2 separate regions of the Sus scrofa genome follow, and region 1 is linked to region 2. Evidence: chromatin contacts called from public Hi-C data. All regions are on one chromosome and are shown on one strand. Each heading gives the region's core, a stretch centred on a gene start, on an enhancer-like site or on the middle of the called end of the contact. The rest is flanking DNA. Distances are from core to core; before and after follow the strand shown. Region 1 holds the start of FAP (prolyl endopeptidase FAP). Region 2 holds the start of TEX15 (testis-expressed protein 15).

Region 1 (3,859 bases), core at 1,046-3,545, about 15 Mb before region 2:
AGGTGGAAGCAGCCTGCGATGCTGTGGCTATGGTGTAGGCCAGCAGCTACAGCTCTGATTCTTTCACCCCTAGCCTGGGAACTTCCATATGCTGACATATACATGTCAATGAACTGTATAAAGTAAAAATAGTAGTTACTTTCCTTAATGTTTATTAAGGGTTAGCATAGGCATTTTCATTTCTACTTGAAAAGGAGAAAAAGCCAGTAAGGATGTTATAATATAAAAAGAACCTAAGTTTTTGGTGGAAATACTTGTTTGGATGAAATTTAGAACTTTTACACATTATCTCAAAGGGATGAACATGTGTAGTTCTGTTATAAGCGATATATCCCCAACTCATGGAATCAGATAGACAAACTTTTAACAATTACATGTCTGTAGTCAGTCTCATTTTTCTTAAAACCATTCAAACCAGTAAGAATTTTCCAGAAGTTGCAGTTTGAATCACCCAATCATCCAAGGAAAAAAACAAACAAAACTGAATCAATGTGTTTTAACCACATAATTTTCCTTTTCACTAAGTTTCGATTTAAATTTGTCCCTTTAAAGCACCCTCATTTCTCCTTAGATCCTGTCAAATGAGTTTCTTGTGGACACCCTTTCACCCACACTTGACTGCAGTCCTAAGTGGTATTCAGACCAGTCACATGTCAGTGAGTTTTTAATTACTAAAGCCAATGTTAACCATTTTAATTACACCCTAACATTTATTACAGCCCATTTCTCTTCTGGTTGTAAAGTCGTGGAAATAACTGACTGAAAAGTACTTGTGGACTTTGGGGCTTTGGCAGGCTGAGACAGAACTTCTGAGAACATGCTGTGTGGATTTTCCAAAGAAGGTAATCCATCGAGAAAACCCACACGGGAGCCTTTCGTTTGGGACCTAGCTGGTGGCTTTATCTTGAATCTGAGGATTGCACAATTGCATGGAGATGCCTACAAGCCTATAGCATAAGTTAGATGTTTCTCTTAATGACTGCTTCAGTTTGTAAGAGCTGCCCCATCACCTGCAAGGGAGGGAGGGGCTCCTCTACAAGCCAGGGTGGCTACATCTCTTTGCCAGTAAGTGCTTAATGACTCATTTTCCTCAACAGAATTTTCATAAGGCTGGAATTCAGGGAGGGATGTCTGGAGAATGTCTGAGAGGAAGTTCACAAGCCACTGTCCTGCTCTTTGCTAGAGAAAGCCTCCCTTGGTAGTCAGACCAGTTGACTAAAGCAAACAGCAAAAGATGTCAAGATCATTTCCTCATTATTTTTCATGAAAAATCCGTGAAAGCTCACCATGAAGTTTGTTTTACTTAGGTTGAGATCATTGCAAATATTCAAAGAAAACCATCCTTGGAAAAACTGAAACACAGTAGGTTAATAATTATGTTTATGGGGAATCACAGAATCTATCCAAATGAATTGCACTGAACCAGCCAGAAAACTCCAAGAAATTGCTGTATGTGTATCTGTGTACTCTGGAGCGTGTGCGCACGTGCGCGCGCGCGCGTGTGTGTGTGTGTGTGTGTTGTGTGTGTGTGTGTGTGTGTGTGTGTGTTAATTCGGACAACCATTTTACTGACGTTAAGCTGAACAATTGCTTTGGATTTATGTAAATTTAGCCGAAATGAAATTGTTCATAAGATTTACCTCTATTTTCAAAAGCTTTTTATTTATTTTAAAGGCTTTATAATTACTCACTGTTCTCCTCTCTCAGAAGATATTCTGAGAGGGAAGCAAAAATATCACTTTTGCAAAGCCATTTTCATTCTTTCAAAGGTCTGCTGGTAAATTATTCTTACTGATCTTTCCATCTTTCTGGCCTGTGCATACACACCTAACCCATACTAAATTTCACCAGATGGCATTTTATTTCTTTAAAGTAAAGCAGCCGTGGGTTTAGACAGTTGAATTTTTAAACTTCTGTATTTACTGAAAGTGCATATGGTGCTATATGGACAAAGAAATTTTGCTGAAAGAAAAACATTTCTGTCTGCAGTACCTCATAATCTCCCAGAAGAAGAAAAAACTGCTGTAACGTGGTGTTCTTCTCACAAAATTTTACATGGCTTTAATTTTCTCCCTCTGCTAAAACTTAGATATTTGTGTATTGTACACACCTGGAAGTCTTACTGCTTTAAATTCTTCTCTTGGTGGTAAATAGAAAGGTTATACAAAACCCAAAGACTTGCCAATGTGATCCGTTCGTGATTGCTAGGAGAAAATGAAACATAAACCTAAACTTGTAAAAAAAAAATTTAAAAACCTCTGTATGTCAACGTAAGCAGATGTTGGTGTAGAATTTACAAGGATGAGGAGGCTATAAAACCTCCCTTGAGCCACTCACAGTTCATTTCAAGGCCAAGAACACCCCCAAAACTCTGTTTCTAATTTTACAGAAATCTTTTGAAATTTGGCACGGTATTCAAAAGTCCGGGGAAAGAAAAAAAACTTGCCCTAGCTTCGGCTTCCAACTACGAAGACAGACTTTCTTTCAACGGTTTTCACAGATCTGGTGACCCACACTCTGAAGTCAGAATTAGCTAACTTTCAAAAACATCTGGAAAAATGAAGGTTAGTATATGAAGCCTCGGATAGTGCTAAAGAATGGGGGCTGGCTGAATTGAGTGCGATCATTGTTTAGAAGGTGAGGATTTGTACATAAATATGTACTTCCTGGAGTGGGTTGGGATGGGGAAATTGTTCTAAATATATTGTAGAAACATTTGTCCTTGCAGAGCTGGAAGAATTCCAGCAATTATAGCCAGATCAGTGGAAGACAATGAAAAGCTTTATGGGGAGCGAGAAATAGGATTTAGGTGTAAACAAAGTCTTGCCATTTCTACTCTTTAGCAGAAACTACTTATATGCCTAATTTTTTAAATTTTATGTAGACATGGTTAAAAATTGTATTTGGAGTTGCCACCTCTGCCGTGCTTGCTTTATTGGTGATGTGCATTGTCTTACGTCCTTCAAGAGGTAAGAATTTTCTCTAATTTCCTCTATTTGCCTAGAATAGTTTGGAAAATGGACTAACACATGATCACAAGTGAGCGAACATTTCCTGTTTATTTTCCCAAGTAAGTCTGTTATTTTTAAGAAGACATATAAGCTCCCAGATATGTTGTTGAGCAACAAGAAATACTGAGGAATTTAAGGCATGGGCAGCAAGAGAACTCCAGTATTTTTTCAGCAGTAGAAAAACCTAAGCCCTGCTCTGTATCAACCCCACATCTCTCCAAAATATATGCTGAATTACAAGCTTTGACAGGCATTTAGAGACAATATTTTTAACTAACATTGCTTTCGTTATTGGATTGCCTCGTGGAAAGTAAAGATGAGTAAGAATGGAAAAGTTAAAACAGAACCTATGGAAATTTTTATTATGAGCCTTTCCAAAATTTAGGGAAGACAGTCAAAAATAGAGATCTCAGGAAGAGCTGTATAAAAAAAGTGAAATTGTTGTTTAAGATGCAGTAGCAAAGAAAATGAAATTAGAAGAGTAAATATTATTAAGCAAGTATAATGTTTAGTCATAAATTGTTCTTTCTAAAAAAAGCTTAGATTAACATTGAACTCACTTTGCTGATAGTTAGAATATTGGGGCTCTTCTGGATTTAAATTAAGACTGTCTATAATATTTCAGTGATACTAGGAGACAAAGTTTTTATGAAGCCATGAAAAGAAGCTCAAATTCTAAAAGGGGAAAAAATACAGTGATGAAAGTTCTTGTGCCTTGTACAGTAATAAGGGGTCTAGGGAAAGCAAAAGAGTTTGTACCAACAAATATTAAAAGCTTATGATAACCATAGTGGGAAATACCTTTGGCTAAAAGCTAACTGACAGTAAAGGGGAGATCAATGACAAAC
Region 2 (3,861 bases), core at 49-2,548:
TCAACCACAATATGCAAAGTATAGAAACTGCCTTATAAGATCTGAGTAGGCGTGGGCTTAGGAAGTGGCGCATATTAAACTACCTGACAGCCAGGACACTTTCTGCACCCACACCACCGTGGGACCCGAAAAGTTTCACGATGTGCGAAGAGTTGAATCTGGAAGCACCAAGGCGAAGCAGTCTCGCAAACCCTCCATTCAGCCCTTACAACTGCCAAAGCACCCGGGACACGCGGCGGCCGCATTCCCAGGCGCGTTAGGTCCGCCCGCCCGCCCGCCGGGGGATGCTAACCCCTCATCGGAGCCCGAACACCCCCTACGCCCCACTCCCGAGCCGCCCTGCCTACTCGAGCGCTCCCATGTCCACCCGCTCCTGCAGCGAGACAGCGGTCGGCCAGGGCCGGCGGGCATCATCCAAGCGCGGGTTCTGCTTGGTGGCGATGCGCCGCGCGGACGCCCCGGGGGGCGGAGGGCTTAGCGCCTCATGGCGCCGCGAAATCAGCCGTCACTCGGTCGGTGTGGCCAGGATCTGCGCTTCGAAGCGGCGGGTCACTAGTGAGCCCAAACCGCTGCCCCGGGTGGGCGGTACCCGTGGAAGCCACGCCCCTCATGAGCGGCCCAGGCCCCGCCCCCAGACAGCCGCCCCTCAGCAGCCCCCGCCCGGAAGGAACGCGAATGGAACACTGGACACCCGAGGCTCCCTACCGCGGAAGCGACGGTTCCGTGCGCTCCCTTCTGCTTTCGGGCGACTGGGAGCTGAGGATCCAGGGGATGAACCGGGGCGAGACGCCCAACCTGTGGTGCTTTCCCTCCCGGTGTCTCAGCGTCCTCAGCTGTTAACGGAGGCTCGCGGTTCCTCAGTGACTCTAGGAGCCGGGCCTGAGGTTGAGCGTGCGTGGGAACAAGCTCATCTGAGGAAAGCTAAAATTTAATTTTCGCCTAAATTCTCACTTTTTCAGAAGTAAAATTTCACTTTCCACGCCCCTCGGAGGCCTTATATTTGAGTCCAAATTAAGAATTCCTGAACTTTATGATAATTAACATTCCCCCTTTAAATTCAACCTGTAACCTCGCTAGCTTCTATATCGACTGGCCACACCCGCCACTTTCCCCACAAACCTTGAGTATTCTTTTTCGCTCGTCCAATATTCAGAACCTAAATTTTCTAGGCGAAACAGAACTTCTTCACCTGCACCTGCAGAAACTTCGGGAACGTCTGCCCAGGAAGGCGGCGCTGCTCAAGCACGTGCGCAAGCGGAGGCGGCTGTGCAGGAAGAAGTCGCAACTGCGCCTGCGCAGTGGGCGGAGCCAGAGGCCCTGCAGGGGGCAACCTGAGGGGCATTGGGGAAGGGTAAGGGGGGGAGTTTGGGGAGGGGGTTTTAAGCGGAAATGAATACCCGGGTTCAGCGTCGCAATATGAAAAGTGTATTCAGCGCATACTCCATTTGCTCATAGTAGGCCTCGAATGACTAAATAAATTGATCTGTTTCTCATTTTCTCCTTTATTGACCTGATTCCTCCAAAATTTTAAACTTAAGAATTAGGGTAGCCAGCAATTGTACTCCTAGGAATTTACACCCAAGAGACAAGTGTAAGAATTTCGTACCAACACTATTCATAGCAGCCATATTAGCCTTTATAGCTATACACTCATCATAGTACTGGAAATAATCCAAATATCCATCAACAGGAATTATAGTATATTCACCTACTGGTTTATTTAACAACAGTGAAAACAGAACTACACTTACACGCAGCAACAACGCAGATCAATTTCACAATGTGGAAGGAACAGAGTCAGGCAAAAAAGAATATATATTGAGAATTTCTATTTATATGCAGTTCGAAAACAAGTAAAACCAAAGATATTTAGGGATGCATGCTTACATAGTTAAAGAATACAGAAAAGCAAAATGTGATTTCTAAGAAAGAGTTACAGGATTACAGGTGATTTTTTACTTTCTTCATTATGCTTTTCTTTAACTTCAGAGTTTCATACAATGAACGTTTGTAATCAGTAGGGGGGAAATAGATGTTTATAATAGTAAATAGGAAGGACAAAGGTAGGAATTTCTCTTGTGGCACAGTGGGTTAGGGATCCAGCATTGCTGCAGCTGTGGCACACATTGCAATTGCAGCTCAGTTTCCATCCCTGGCCTGGAAACTTCCACATGCCAGAAGTGTGGAAAAAAAAAAAAAAAAAAAAAGAGGAAGGAGACAAAGGTAAAATGCCATACTGAAACTGAAAAAAATAATGATCTTGTGAAAAACGTAACTATATCAAATCTACAACTTTAGTTTCTGGTTCCTCTATTCCCATTTTTGTTTCCTTTTTGAAATCTGAAGAATTTCAAGTTCTGAAGAAAAAAATAATCTACCATTTTTATTACCTAAGAATTAATTTTTGTTTTATAGCTTATAATTTTCTTAGGTTTATATTCTATTATTCTTCTTGGGTTGGTTAGTTTATTTTCATTTTTTTTCATATTAAGAAAACCTTTTTAAGACTATGAATCTGCCTCTGAGGCCATACATTGGCCTCATCCTATGAGTTTTTATATCTAATGTTTTCATTATTATTTTCAAAATTAATTTGCATTTATATTTTTAATTTCTTACGTCAACAGTTATTTTGGAACAGGCTTTATAATTCCTAAGCAATTTAGAAGTTGTTTACTCTTATTTCCCAGTTTAATAACAGCACAGTCAGAAAATGTGATCTGTGCAATTTTGCTTTTGGGAATTCATTTTTTTGGTAGTCTAAAATGTGTTAATAAAGTTCCCATTGCTATTTTCTGTAGTGTATAAAGTTTAACATACACATATTATGTATGTCATTAAATCACATTATTCAGAACATTAAAATCTTTACTTTTTTTTTGGTCTTTTTAGGGAGGTTCCCAGACTAGGGGCCGAATCGGAGCTATAGCTGCCAGCCTACACCACAGCACAGCAACGCCAGATCCTTAACCCACTGAGGGATGCCAGGGATTGAACTTGCATCCTCATAGATACTAGTCAGATTAGTTTCCACTGAGCCATGATGGGAACTCCTGAAATCTTTACTTTTTTAAAATCAACTTAATGTTTTTGCCTTTTGATTTCTCCAAGAAATCAGAGAAATATGCACTCAGAGAAATGTGCTTCTATCAATTTCTCCTTGAATTTGTGGCCATTTTTCTTCATATGTGTAGAGCTATATTATTTAGTATGTAAAGCTTTATGTAGATGATATTTTGTGCATATTGGATCTTTTCTCAAAACAAGACAAAATCTGATATATTTGTTTCCTCAAGTTCTACTTTAACTGGTATTATTATTGCTACCTCGTTTCTGTTTACATTTATATATTATTTATTTTACTTTTCTGTGTTATTTAGTTCACCTTTTTAAAATAAACTATAATTAGATTTTATTCCTTGTCAATTTCTTTTTAAAAAGGGATACAAAATCTTTATGACTGATTTAATCATCTTTAAAAAATATTAATTTTCCTGCATTTTTTGTTATTATTTGTTTGATTTACATATTTTGATACATGGACTACATTTTATTTTGTTGTCCTCTAGAGTTTTGGCAGGTACAGATACTTTGGTTAACTAAATAATAGTGGAATTTCTTTTTTTTAATGGCCAGACCCATGGCATATAGAAGTTCCCGGCCAGGGATTGAATCTGAGCCACAGCCGCATTGCAGAGCAACACTGGATCATTTAACCCACTGTGCCAGGCTAGGGATTGAACCCATGCCTCTGCAGTGACTTGAGCCGATGCAGTTATATTTTTATCCCACTGCACCACAGCAGGAACTCCAGAAAGTATTCACAGATGAAAACAGTAACTATTGATTTCCCCATTCACT

What was found. A called contact is a pair of places that touch in the nucleus more often than the background predicts.
Region 1: a contact with region 2 is called in a Hi-C map of subcutaneous adipose tissue, with 4 times the contacts expected there. The contact joins the promoter of FAP here to the promoter of TEX15 in region 2. A contact is called at or near these places in 2 of 47 Hi-C or Micro-C datasets (retroperitoneal adipose tissue and subcutaneous adipose tissue).

Annotation. Positions count from the first base shown.
Region 1 is chr15:68,900,852-68,904,710 of Sscrofa11.1, reverse strand. FAP (prolyl endopeptidase FAP) reads left to right here and starts at 2,295. Exons shown (of 26, transcript XM_005671884.3): 1 at 2,295-2,564; 2 at 2,885-2,969. The coding sequence starts at 2,559.
Region 2 is chr15:54,207,576-54,211,436 of Sscrofa11.1, reverse strand. It overlaps TEX15 (testis-expressed protein 15), which reads right to left and starts at 1,298. Exons shown (of 14, transcript XM_005671810.3): 1 at 1,120-1,298.